4 separate regions of the Mus musculus genome follow, and all the other regions are linked to region 3. Evidence: chromatin contacts called from public Hi-C and HiChIP or PLAC-seq data. All regions are on one chromosome and are shown on one strand. The core of a region is the stretch at or near the end of the contact, and the rest is flanking DNA. Distances in the headings are between cores, read along the strand shown.

Region 1 (3,275 bases), core at 151-2,650, 200 kb after region 3:
AAAAAAAAAAAAAAATCTTGGAATGGGATGGATTTCTGTATTATGATAAATCCCCAAGGTTATAAAGATTTTCTTAGAGATATGTGCCTAGCCATTCATGCTTTTAATCACTATTCTATACCAGGATTCTATAAAACTTTAGATAAGGAAAAGAGGTTTTGTTGAATAAAGTATGCTTTATTCTAAGGTTATAAAGGTATATTCATGTTAGCAGAAACTGACTTAGAGGTGTCTGTTGATCTACACCAGACTTCTAAAACATGTAGGTAAAGAACAATCCATGTTTGATAAATAAGGTTTATGAATTCTGAAAGTCTACTCGGAGTAATGGTAATTGTCTTAAAGGTCTATGTCTAGCCTCTGTCTTTGCTAACTCTGTTAAGCTTTAGATATTTGGATAAACTGAATTATACCAGAAACTATGGTACTTTGTAATGGTGTGCTATGAAAGAGTCAAGTAAAGTAAGGTGTGCAGTCTCTTTGTGAACTTTATTTTTGGTCTAAGAAAGCTCCCAGTTTCCCTGTGAACTGAAGTCATGGACTTATTTTGATGCTAAAGGATCTTCAATTAAATCTTCAACTCAAATTTTAAGGCTCAGACTTAACAGGGATAAAGCTTTAAAGTACTAATTTTATAAAAGCGACTAACTTGTTGTAAAAGCTTAAAGATAATTAAGATATGCAAGTCGGTGCTCACCTTATAAATGTTCCAGTTGACATTCACACCTGCAGTCATGCTGAGTCCAAATGGCATTCATTTACAGTCACAAGCTTTCTTTAGCTTCTTCTTTAGGTTTGCAAGGCTAAGCCTAAAACAAGTAACTAAAGATGAAGTTTGTTTAAAATCAGCTAGACTTAATAGATAACAGTCTTCAAACTCTTCAGAGATCTCCCGAAAATGGCATTTCAAATGTTTAATGTAAAAAACTTCCCATGATTGATAGACAGAAAGGCCAGCGCTTAGTGTCAGTTCTAGGGTCTCCAAAGATGATGGGGTGCAGTCAACTCTACTTGGGTTGTGGTCACATCAGCCACTGCTTCATGTCTCACCCGCTGCCAGGGTCCTGCCCAACCTGTGGACCCTGTTGCGTTGACTGCTCTGTTTTGCCTCATCAATATAGGTCACTGTTTTCAAGTTCCTTTTCCACAGGAAAATCTCTGACCTTCTGGGTTTGGCAGCAGCAGGCCTGTGCTGTCCTGTGTGGCAGCTGTAGACCAACCCCTGCCACCCTCCTCCACCCTCAACCCCAGAAAAAACAAAAAAAGCAAAACAAAAACCAAACAAACCAAAAAACCAAAACCAAAACCAAAACCATCTGGGAGGCTAGGGTAGCTAGCTGGTAAGTCTCTGTCATTTTAATTGATACATAGATCATTTGGATTATACTTCCTGCTACAGTTTATCCGTCTCAGATCTCTGATGGTGTTGACGGCTCACTAGCTACATCAGTTTAACAGCATCAAAGCAAGACAACTCCTCCCACTAAGGCTGCTGCAGTTGCCCGGACTGTTCATTTCATATTACCTCAGGTCTCACTTTCCTAGAGGGTCTAGGTCTCCTGCTGAAAAAGACAGGCACCGAGACAGTTTACCTTGCTGGAAGCCTTCCCACAGATAAAGGTAAACTCACAAAGCAGGTTTCAATGTAACGTTTTACTGTTTCTTTATTTAAAAAGGCACTTGCTTTGCCATGGCTGCTCCTGGTAATCAATCGCCGGTGCCTCATGGTAAATCAAAGTCTTATTGGTGTTACTCACCACAGTATTCACTCGCAGGGGCATGGGGTATTCAAAGGCAGGCACTGAAGTCCCATCCTAGCCTGGGAATGACTCTTGGGAGTGGAACCTCGGAGTTCCCAGCATCTATACTGCAGTACCATACTGTACCCTATCCTATAGCTGGTGTACTCCAGGCAGAATTCCCTCAGCTGTCCTTACTGTTGTAGGGAGGAAGGGGTCTTGTGAATCCGTTACATTTCCGGGACTTCCTGAGACCCGGGAGTTGTTTAATATCCCCAGTCTTTTGGAGCGTCTCCATAGAGCAGGATGTTTCACTTCAGATGTGCTCTTTATACAGTAGGCCCAGCATCTGCATGCTGTCTCAGAGGGAAGTCCGTGAGCTCAGCCTTAGGACCGTCCTCTTTGTAATGGTTCAGTACTATACTATGTGGACAGAAAAAATGTATTGCTGTAATAACAGATCTCTTAAGTAAATCGAGACAATTGAATGTTTGTCATGAATCATCAATAGGCCGTGGAACCTCTTGTTTCTGAGACAGGGTTTTAGGATGAAGTTGAGATCCATCTCAAAGTTGTGATCTTACTGCCTCGGCCTCCTTGTCCAAGTGTGTGCTGCCGAGCACAGCCCCGGAATGAGGGACATCTTACTGATTCTTACAAGAGCTATAGTGGATGAAGACGTGTCACAGTAAATTCATTGTTAGTTGAGATTTATGCTCAAATTTTTACTTCATTCTTTTTGGAAAATTGACTTTATTCAACGACACAGCCTGGCAAGTTAATGCAGATGATTTACAGTGGACTGTAAATATGGGAACGATGCATAAGATTGCATCTAATACAAGGTGGGGTAGTAGAAGTCTCAGAACTTCTGATTACTCCATCCCCCCCCTTTTAAGGACATTAATTTATTTTTATTCATGAGCCTGCATGTATGTCTCTGTGTACTAAGTGCATTGCATGCCCATGCAGGTCAGAGTGGGCATCAGATCTCCAGGAAGTGGAGTTATAGATGGTTGTGGGCTACAGTGTGGGCGCTAGGAACCAAACTAGGGCCCTCTGCAAAAGCAGCCGGTGCTCTGAATAGCTATTTCTTCAGCCCTGGGGAAAAAACCTCTCCTCGCCCCCCAAGATCCCCTAAAATTAACTGTAAGTACTGTGCAAATGAACATGACAGGGAAGAAATTAAGCTGAAGATGGCTCTGCAAACAAGTTTAAAGAAAACTCTCTCTCTGGAGTTAATTCCTTCAGCAGATGCTTGCGAGCAGCTGTGTGTGAAACACTGTACTGGGAAGATGTAAAACTGAAAAATCCCAAGCGGTGCTCTCCAAGATCTTATCGTTTAGTGATGGAGGAAGCAGGCGACATAACTGTCTGCGGTGACAAAGAAAAGAATGAAGACGTATGAGCATCAGAGAAGCATAACAAGTATGAAACTACTCAAATAAAGAAAATATCTAATAAAATAAAATAAAAATCAATAAAAAGAAGAGAAACTACTCACGGGACGAGGGAGGAGGTGACACCATGGAGTGG
Region 2 (3,261 bases), core at 612-3,111, 220 kb before region 3:
TTTCAGTGTGACAGTTTCACAGTGTATTAAAGTCTTGATTTAATGACTTAGATAATTTTGATGAGTATGGGTCAGATATCTGGTAGAGAATCTTTCCTCTCCTTTCTTTCCCCTTTCTTCCCCCTTCTTCTTGTCTTCTTCCCCCAATTCCCTCACCCCTCACTATCACCTCAAGCACACCTCAAATTCCCCCCTGCCCCAGCCTCTTGTACTATAGAGGTACATCGCGATGCGTACTGTAAGAATCAATGATGCTTTTATTGGTTTTGTTTTCAGTGACGGGAATCGAATCCAGGATCACGCATATCAGGCATTCTTGCCTTCGGCTTGTCTGGTGTTCTTCTCAAAGTTAGCCTTAGCTTCCAAGTTATTGGAGGAAGCCCCCAGCAGTGAGATGCCTGCTCTCTCACCATATCATGAGTGTCTGCTTCCACTTTGCCTTATCACTACTGATGTTACTCGGAATCACTGGACCAAGGGACTCTGTACCACTCTCTGGAATTGAGCACTGCAGTTTTGAGTAAGGAATGTGACTGGGTGAAAACTGTATTTTAAGAAAGTGCTTACTACACAAACATGAGAGCTTGAATGGAGCCACACCACTCATTTGAAAAGCCAGCTGCAGCAGCAACTCTGGAAAAATGGGGCAGGGGGACCCCTGGGACTTACTGGCCAGTCCATTTAGCAAATTAGTGAGCTCTAATTGCATACACTTGCACACAGGTGTGTGTGTGTGTGTGTGTGTGTGTGTGTGTGTGTGTGTACAGAAAACGGTATTCTGAATTGAAAAGTCCACTCATGGCTTATGCACTGAGTTGGAGCACCATGGCCTTACGTTGTGCCTACACTGGTCTAGATGATTCATGGGACTTTCCTCATGGATGCTTCCTTCTTGCACACCAATAAGCCCAGCAGAAGCTAGAGAAACACTGTCTATCAGAAGTGCATGGAGTAGGGCGAGTCTGCTGAATATCAGAGCTGGACAGCACAGTCCTCTGTAGTGTTGGTTGTCCCTCTGTAACCATGTGGCTTGCTGTCGCTGCCCAGCATCTTGGAGGGTTGGACCACATCTTGCTACCTCATGGAGAGCTCTGATTTTAAAATCAATGTGTATTTCCAACTGGATGTGCATCTTGCTTCCACCGCTGTGAAGTCAGAAAGCATGTGTCTAGTGTCTAAGCAGTGGACTGTGTCTATTTAATCCTCTCATTGACTCCCGTTTGACTGACAAGGGAACTGGAGCTTTTAGGGGACATATTATCTATTACACAACCAAGAAGTGGTCAAACTTGTCTCTGAAGTAAAAAAAAAAAAAAAAAAAAAAAGGTCTACTTTATCACTGTGCCATTTGGGTATCACCCACTATCACGGGGGTGGGGGGTGGAGTACCCTGTTAGAATGTGCTTAGGTACCAGGGTTCAAATTTGGAGTCAGATTCTCCAGTCCCACCTCCAGAGATTCTGTCCCAGTGGTGTGATGGCAAGACCTAAGTTTCTCTGTTTCAGATGGATTTATTTAAGTGTGAGTGTTTGGCCTGCATATATATTGGGCATCACATGCATGCCCGGTGTCCATGGAGATCAGAAGAAGACAGTGGACTTCCTGTAACTAGAGTTATGGATGGTTATAGGCCACCATATTGGTGCTGGGAACTGAACCCTGGTCCTCTGCAAGAGCTAGAGGTGTTCTTCACTCCTGAGCCCTCTCTCTGGCCCTGGTTTTTCTATTTTAGTATGCTCCCAGGCCATGTGCCCACGAGGACCAAGAACAAAGGATGTTCAGTGAACCTTATAACCATTACATCCCTGAGTGGTTGGCCTGCAGCTTTATCTGGGACGAGCAGTCATGAAGAGGACACGCCTGGGGAATATTGGCAGGGCTCCATCACTAGCTGGATGCAGAGGCAACGAGAGGCAGGCGGCACTGAGCCTGGTACCTGAGGAAATATCTGTATCCAAGACAGGAACACTGCTAAAGGGGAGAAGAGATGATGATCTGAACTTGATTTTGAGATGAGGTAGATTGGCCTGGGGATGGAATTCCCACCAGAGGCTCTCCTAGAGAGTTGACAAGCTAAAGAAAGACACCCCAGGCATATGGGTTTTCTGTGTAAAGCTGCAAGGGGAAGGCCTAGGAAGTGAGCTCGTTTTAGACTCAAGGGGAGGGCGTAAGGGAACCCCATCTCAGACCACTCTTCTGGTAGAATAGTGGACAGTGACTAGAACCAGGTCCCACCATTTACCCCATCATCAGGCTACTATTGTCAATGGGCAGGAACAGAACTGAGAGTATTTAGGGTCACTGGGGGACATCTCCCTGTGTCTTCTAAATGGAGTTCTGTAACTGGATTCATGTATCCTCAAAGGTCTTGAGCTGGGATGGTGGATCTGGAGCCATCCCATCTCAAGACGCTGACGCGGAGAGTGACACGGATGGCTAAGCCCCGTTTTGGCAAGATGCAGCTCAGTGGTGTTTCTGCCCTGGATTCAGGCCCTTGCAGCAAAATTGGAATAGAGAATCCATGTCACTACCCCCCCCCCTCCCCAGGCAAACACATGGTTCTTTTTGCTCCAGCGATCATTTTCTTAGTTCTGATACTTGGTACCTGCTGGGACCAAGCTCACGCCAGGCCCTGTTTCCACACCTGCTCTTTCCTGACCTGTAATAACCTTTTCCCTTGTTCCCAGGACCTGCCCTGCCCCAGGGACACTGCCAGCTGTCACTCATCAGGAGGCACCTCCTCTGGCTGCTGGTTAGAAAAGCCAACTGGGTGGGTCCATAATGCTTTGCTCTGGGCCAATTCTGTCATTAAGGAAGGGAAAGAAAACCCAACCCACACACTTTTGTCAATGTTTGCTGGAACCTACTTAGCCTTCATGTTGAGCTGTTAACAGTTGACATTCTCAAAAGAGGGTTTTAGAAAAGGCTGGCTGACGTTGTCAGTTGAAGTCTCTAATATTTTTTGGGGGGCTGTTGGTCTCTGCGCATTGGTGGACAGAAATTTGTATGCCATCAAAATTCTTTCCCTTTCCTTATCAAAGACCTCAAAGCCAAGAACACGTCAGAGTACTATGAGGAACAGTGCTCTCACAATTAGCCACTTAATCAGCATGTCTCATGTGGCCCATTTGATACAGCTGTAGACAGAAACCATTTCTAGTTCCCCTCTGTACACCCTCCTCTTTCTCCATCCTCTTCCTTCCTTCCCAAAGCTCTAAGCTGAATTTGTTGTATTGTTTTTGGGATTATTTGTAAACTTAA
Region 3 (3,082 bases), core at 308-2,807:
CTGGTGATGTGCTGTCGGGAATAGTAAATAGAAAACATTGATGTACCCATAGCACAGAGGAATAAAAGCGATGCAAATAGTTACTTAATGAATTCCAAAGGCAGCATGAATGAACTACAGCTGCATGCAGATGTGGACACTTTAAAAATTATGGCTTTGGTTAGGATACTTGCAGAAAACCTACCAAACGTTATTTATAGAGATAGAAATATACAATGATTATACACAGAGGCATATCGAGGCTGAAAAGCATAAAAATGCTAAAGACAAATAAAAAAAACCGTATGGTTTGTGAAAAGGGCCATTCATGGAAGAGTCTGAGAGAACTGTTACATTTTATGTTCTGATTCAGTAATATAGGTGTCTATGTTTTATTTTTACAGTGTTAAATACCCTTTGTTGGAGACAGGGTTTCTTTGTGTAGGCCTGGCTGTCCTGGAACTCACTCTGTAGGCCATGCTACCTGCTTCTGCCTCTAGGACTAAAGGCAAGCACCACCACTGCCTAGCTTGTATTCATATTTTTATTGTGATAAAATTTATAACATAAAATTGGACATTTCAGCTTTTTATTCCAGTCATTTTAAGTGTTTAAATACATCCACCTTTTTTACACAACCATCTATCTCTCCCATCACCCCCATTTCTGGCCTTTCTCATTACCACTGTGTTTTAGGTTAATCAAGAAATCATTGTTGGAGCTGGAGAGATGACTCAGCCATTTGGAGCCTCTTGCCAAAGACCTCAGAGTTTCCCAGCCTCATAACTATCTGTAACTCCAGTTTCAGGGTATCTGATGCCCTCCTCTGACCTCCACTGGGACCACGGATGTGTATATATATATGCGTGTGTGTGTGTGTATATATACATACATATGCGTATATATAATAAATATATAACATTTTGCATCGATACACATAAATCTTAAAAAAAAATTCATTGCCAAGTCCAACGTCTTGATTCAGTTTTCTTCTGAGTTTGGCCGTTTTTTTTACTTCTTATATCTTTGATCCCTTTAAATCAATTTTTCATTCTTTTGTACCACAAGAAAAATGTAAAAACAAAAGAATCGTGAGTATGGATCCAGAAGGGACCTTCCCGCTTTACGAAGGACCTGGAAGGGAGGACAAATAACGTGTCGCGTTCAACAGTGAGCTGCTACAGGGAGCTAAAAGCGGCATCTGCATTTAGCAATGCGAAGGATTTGACAGTAGTCCATCAACTAACAGCCCGCCCGGAAGCACTGGAGTTTTGGATCCGCTGGCGGCTGGCTCGGGTCCACCCACACCCACACCAGCTCCGGGTCATTTACCCGCCCACGAGGCCGGGGAGTTCTAAATTTACGGAACGGAGCGAGAGCGGGAGAGACAGCCTGCAGCAGCTAAGCCGGTTGCTTTGGACTCCGCTCCGCTGTTGGGTGTTTTCCAGGCCTGGATTTCATCGTGCTCTCGCCCAGGACGCTCTCTGGCCCCGCCCCGGAAAAGGCGGAGCATAGCGAGGACTAGGCTCTGATTGGCTGTTCAGAGCAAGACCGGCTAGGCGCGAGTTTGGAGTCCCTGCCTTTGGGAACGGTAGGATGGCTGCAAGGAGAAGTTTGAGATACTCGGGGAACCCGGGGTAAGTGCTGCCGCCCCGAAATCCGCCCAGGATGGGCTCAACCCGTCCCAGAGACTCGCTGACCCGGCCTCAATTCCCACAGCCCCGAATCCTAGAGCCAGGAGTCAAGCTGTGTGGTAGGGGAACTCAGACACCAGCGTCGCTTTCATGTGACAAGCAAATATTTAACAGTAATCATTTCTGGTCTGTCGACATTGCTTTTTATTTCTAAGACGCAGCTGTTTTCGTAATAGAAAACACGGAAGCCAAACGAAATCTCTAGCGAGGGACCAGGCAGCTGCTTGTTTAGAGCTTGGGCTGGCCTTGCCTAAATACCTAAAGGACATTCAGAGTGCTTCATGGATCTTTTCATTATATAAGAGGTGTGCATCTGAAAAGAAGTTAGTAAGCGGCCCGAAAGGTTAGCGCCACCAACTCCTGGCGAAGGATATTCTGGGCGTGTCTGGCGCGCATCCAAAGCCTGGTAGAGATTTGGATAGAAAGGTCTCCTCTGCGTAGGAAGTCTTCCGTGGGAGGATTACCTATGGAAGATGATGCTTGTAGCTACCACAGGACACAGATGGTGGGGGAATCCACATTCGGTGAGCAGTGGGAAGGAAGATTTAAAAAGGGCAAAGGAGCTTATCAGGGCATGCTGGTTTGTGCTTTTACCTTTTTTGGTTTTTCGAGACAGAATTTTTCTGTGTGGCCCTGGCTGTCCTGGAACTCAACTCTTGTAGACCAGGCTGGCCATAAACTTAGAGATCACCTGCCTCAGCCTCCCAAGTGCTGAGATGAAAGGCGTGAGCCACCACCACCTTTGAGCAAGGGAAAGGAGCTTAGAACTTGATCTGCCAAACCAGTGGTTTTTGTTGTTTCAACATCTTGAGGCTTGGAATTTATGAAATCTGTTCATTATCACTCCTAAAACACACGGATGCATACAGCAAAGATTATATAAAATGGTTACTGTAGAGATTTCCTTTAGGAAAGAAAGAGGTTTCTGTAGAGTTTGGAAACTGCTCCAGGACTCCAGCCCACAGCTAGAAGGGAATTTCTCTGGTTTTGGAGCACACACAAGAAACAGGTAGAGGGGCTGGTGAGATGGCTCAGCAGGTAAAAGCACTGACTGCTCTTCTGAAGGTCCTGAGTTCAAATCCCAGCAACCACATGGTGGCTCACAATCACCCGTAATGAGATCTGACACCCTATTCTGGTGGGTCTGAAGACAGCTACAATGTACTTGTGTATAATAATACCTAAATCTTTGGGCTAGAGCCAGCAGGGACTGAGCAAGTGGAGTTGACCGGAGCGAGCAGAGCAGAGGTCCTAAAAGCTCAATTCCCAACAACCACATGAAGGCTCAGGCTCACAACCATCTGTACAGCTACAGTGTACTCCTATACATAAAATAAACAAATCATAAAAAAAAAGAGTCAGATGGAAAAGAGTTCAGGCTAGGCAATTTATGCCTCCAGGTTGTCCCA
Region 4 (3,319 bases), core at 589-3,088, 160 kb before region 3:
ACATGTAGACCATCTCCTGTGATGACCATGGTGGATAGAGACATCTGGGAATGTCTGAAGTGAACGCTAGGAGCAGTGGGAATTCTTTTCCTTACTGTGGACAACTAACGCAGGGGAAGAAGATTCTGGCTCACAGTTGCAGCACTTTCAAGTCAACAGTGCTGGCCTGTGTAACTTAGAGCATCCTGGGAGATTGGTTCAGAGTTGCTTACCTCGAAAAGATGGAAGTACAGCAAGACAGGAAGGGGTCTACCTTCAGGGATCCAATGTACCTTTCAAAGGCACTTCCTGGGGCCTACTTCCTCCAACCGGGCTTCACCTACTAATAGTCCATTCAGCTATGGATCCATCAAGGAAGAAATCTATTAATGAAGTTAGGTCTTCGTGGTCCAATCACCTCTCAATAGCGCCAACAGCTGGGGATGAAGCCTCAACCAACAACCTTTGGAGCTGCTTTTTAAAAAGTCCAAACCAGAACAAATTAGAATAATGTCCAGAGGACAACAAAGGCAGGTCTGGTATTGAAAAGATTTTGCTCAATTTTAACTCTAAAGGGAGAGTCTTTGGTCTTGACCTAAAGTGTTGGTAAGGCTCTTCGGTCTGGTACTCAATACTACCCCACAACCCAAGGCTAATGATATTTCCAACCCTCACCTCACTTTTCTACACGAACCTCTCATTTCAGGAGCAACTGTGCACTCAGGTTCGCTGTCCCTTAGCCTTTACGCAGATCTTTCCTTTTACCAAGAATGATCTTCAGGAGAGGTCCCTAGGGGCCCGAGCCACTAGAAAAGAATGTTAGAGCACTCAAGGTTTTCTCTTAAAACATTTCTTATAATTTTATATGCATGGGGGTTCCTCCTGTGCATAGTCTGTGCATCACATGCATGCCTTGGTGTAGGTGAAGGCCATGATAGGGGGTCAGATGCCCTAGAACTGAAGTTACAGATTGTAGTGAGCAGGTATGTGGGTGCTGAGACTAGAACCCTGGTCCTCTGGAAGAGCAGACAGTGCTCTTAACTGCTGAGCCATCTCTCCAGCCTTAGCAGTTTTCTTTTTACTGAGGAGCACCAGATTGGTTTATTTTCAATATCCTGTCACTCTTTGATGTTTTGTTTGTGTCTATGCCTCCGGGGATCAAACAGCATGCTCTTCCTACTGCTGCGCTGACATCCCTGTCCCCTTTGCATCCAGAACACCGCCTCCTCCTTTGAAGTTAGGTATGGCTGATATGACTAAGTTCTAGCTGAGAGAACCATGTGAAATTTTCCACTGTTGCAACAGAGGCAGCAGCTTACTCTGGGAAAATCACAGTAGCCTAGGAAACTGACTGGTGGGGATGGAAGCTAAATGGTTGACAACCTGGGACCCGACTCGCCACCTGCCTGGCAGGGACTACCCATCCTTCAGGAGCCAACATACACAGTTTGGACTTTGTGTATTTTAGAGTGAACTCACGTTGACTAATACACATTAGGGCGAGAGCTTATTATAACACATATTGGCTGCTATTGTTTCTATATTTTTTGGCTGTTCAGCCAAGACTTGTAAGGCTTGGGTCTGGAAACCTGACCAAAGGGATGAGGGGATGAAGAAAGACACACAGACACAGAGACAGAAAAGCCGTGATTAGGTGGGCTGTGTTTAGTCTGATACAATGGCACCAACAATTTAAAGACTCAGAACCCCAGTGTGTTCACTATGTACAGCACAAGGGTAGGGGTGGGGATGGCAGAAATGTTCATCACTTTCTGTAGGTCTCTGCAGATCTCTGTAGACCAGCAGTCTGTAAATACCCAGGAAGAGGAAGTACCAGTTCCTAGTTTTGGGTTTGGGGTGTTTTTTTTTTCCTCACACTGATCAGTCATTTGTAAACACTCAAAGTGGAAGTGTCTTACCTCTCCCATGGGTCTGAAGAATTAGGGTTCTTGACTTCACTGTCCCCATGTCAACAATACACATTCACTCAGGACTTTATCCACTCTCTACACATTCACTCAAGGTTCCTTTAGCTCCCACAGTCTTCTCTGCTTTGATTAGATGCAACTTCCCCATGGACATATCCATTTCAAAAGCATCTTCCCCCAGACGGATTTCCAGCATAGAGACATGCATAAGCAAGCCTTTGGTAAAGAAGGAGTCATGGAATACTTCTCAAATAGGATGAATCTGGGTCTGCTTTTATTATTACTGTTCTTGCTTTCATGAAGGTTATTTTCCAGGCTTCTCTAAGATGCTATGTCCTTCATATAAAATAGTGTAGTACCTGTGTATGATCTGGGAGCATCCTTCTGGACATGCCACATAACCTCAAGATTATGTATAATATAAATAATATATTATATCTAATATAACACACATACAATCTCATAGTGCATTACATGCTATTGTAAACAATCATTGCATACTATTATTCAGAGAATAAGGACAAGAAAATACCTGTATATTTGGTAGATGTACAATTTTTTCCAAATATCTACTTGGTCGTATCTGTGGAACTCCCTCAATATGGGAGTCATTGAAAAATTATTTTTGCAGTGCTAGGATCAAACTCAAGGTTTTGCCCACACTAGCAAGCACTTGTCCACTGAGCTACATCTCCAGCTCTCCTCAGTTTCTTTTTTTTTTTTAAGATTTATTTATTTTATTTATGTAAGTACACTGTCGTTGTCTTCAGACACACCAGAAGAGGGCATCAGATCTCATTGTACATGGTTGTGAGCCACCATGTGGTTGCTGGGAATTGAACCCAGTGCTGGAAGAACAATCAGTGCTCTTAACTGTTGAGCCATTTCTCCAGCCCCTCTCATCAGGTTTTAATAATGAATGTTTTTAAGTTAGCATATAAAATAGTAGGTTCATAATGGCATTTCATACATGTGTATCATAGTACTTTGTTCATGTCCACCTCCTCTTACCTTCTCTTGTCCCCCCTCCTTAACCCAATTGTCCCCATAACCTTACACCTGCTTTCATGTCTATGGTACACATCTAGATACTGCATATGAGGGAAAGTATGTGATATCCTTCTTGCAATTGGTAAGTTTTGCTGTTAAAGAAGTTGAGATCTAATGTAGTCTTAGTGAGTAGCAATCTAAGGAAAATTTACAATGGATGTGTCTGAAATACTCTTAGAATTTCACTGAGAGATATTTGCCACTGCAATCCTGGGATGCCATGAAAATAAATATAGGACAGGGAAATAGGTTAGGAAGAGGCTCAATGTTTCCTGATCCAGCTCTACCACCTCTACTGTGTCCTTCAACTGCAGTTCCCAAGGGCACACTGTGGACCAGCAGTTAAATAGCATTCAACTGTA

What was found. A called contact is a pair of places that touch in the nucleus more often than the background predicts. HiChIP or PLAC-seq counts read pairs in DNA pulled down with a chosen protein or histone mark.
Region 1: a Hi-C map of Th1 cells shows a contact between it and region 3, with 5 times the contacts expected there. The contact joins the enhancer-like site here to the promoter of Cenpu in region 3. A contact is called at or near these places in 2 of 39 promoter capture datasets (fetal liver and pre-B cells), 10 of 484 Hi-C or Micro-C datasets (B cells, the Ba/F3 cell line, CD4 T cells and 7 more), 4 of 115 datasets of contacts at active chromatin or transcription factors (bone marrow-derived macrophages, effector CD8 T cells, microglia and 1 more) and 3 of 9 other capture datasets (adipose tissue, liver and pancreatic islet).
Region 2: an H3K27ac HiChIP or PLAC-seq map of hepatocytes shows a contact between it and region 3, with 6 times the contacts expected there. The contact joins the enhancer-like site here to the promoter of Cenpu in region 3. A contact is called at or near these places in 9 of 39 promoter capture datasets (the 3T3-L1 cell line, the C10 cell line, hippocampal neurons and 4 more), 17 of 484 Hi-C or Micro-C datasets (the 63-12 cell line, B cells, the G1E-ER4 cell line and 7 more), 14 of 115 datasets of contacts at active chromatin or transcription factors (the 230-238 cell line, the NIH/3T3 cell line, bone marrow-derived macrophages and 6 more) and 3 of 9 other capture datasets (adipose tissue, liver and pancreatic islet).
Region 4: an H3K4me3 HiChIP or PLAC-seq map of bone marrow-derived macrophages shows a contact between it and region 3, with 2.5 times the contacts expected there. The contact joins the enhancer-like site here to the promoter of Cenpu in region 3. A contact is called at or near these places in 4 of 39 promoter capture datasets (the C10 cell line, hippocampal neurons, liver and 1 more), 2 of 15 datasets of contacts at CTCF or cohesin (embryonic stem cells and pro-B cells), 8 of 484 Hi-C or Micro-C datasets (the C2C12 cell line, the G1E-ER4 cell line, brown adipocytes and 4 more), 5 of 115 datasets of contacts at active chromatin or transcription factors (bone marrow-derived macrophages, embryonic stem cells, kidney and 1 more) and 4 of 9 other capture datasets (adipose tissue, embryonic stem cells, liver and 1 more).

The regions. Positions count from the first base shown.
Region 1 is chr8:46,754,756-46,758,030 of GRCm38.p6, forward strand. The region is part of intron 1 of Irf2 (interferon regulatory factor 2); the gene reads left to right. Among named protein-coding and RNA genes, the nearest start is that of Irf2, 17 kb to the left of the region's middle. Within about 2 kb of position 1,401, at least 36 of the 459 cell types and tissues checked have an H3K27ac peak or open chromatin away from gene starts, as enhancers often do. A contact at or near this core is called in Th1 cells, effector CD8 T cells and pancreatic islet, where this site is marked.
Region 2 is chr8:46,330,145-46,333,405 of GRCm38.p6, forward strand. No RefSeq gene overlaps it. Among named protein-coding and RNA genes, the nearest start is that of Gm39168, 30 kb to the left of the region's middle. Within about 2 kb of position 1,862, at least 19 of the 459 cell types and tissues checked have an H3K27ac peak or open chromatin away from gene starts, as enhancers often do. A contact at or near this core is called in the N1E-115 cell line, erythroblasts, hepatocytes and 1 more, where this site is marked.
Region 3 is chr8:46,550,512-46,553,593 of GRCm38.p6, forward strand. It overlaps Cenpu (centromere protein U), which reads left to right and starts at 1,558. Exons shown (of 13, transcript NM_027973.4): 1 at 1,558-1,616. The coding sequence starts at 1,576.
Region 4 is chr8:46,393,728-46,397,046 of GRCm38.p6, forward strand. No RefSeq gene overlaps it. Among named protein-coding and RNA genes, the nearest start is that of Gm30931, 32 kb to the left of the region's middle. Within about 2 kb of position 1,839, at least 42 of the 459 cell types and tissues checked have an H3K27ac peak or open chromatin away from gene starts, as enhancers often do. A contact at or near this core is called in bone marrow-derived macrophages, where this site is marked.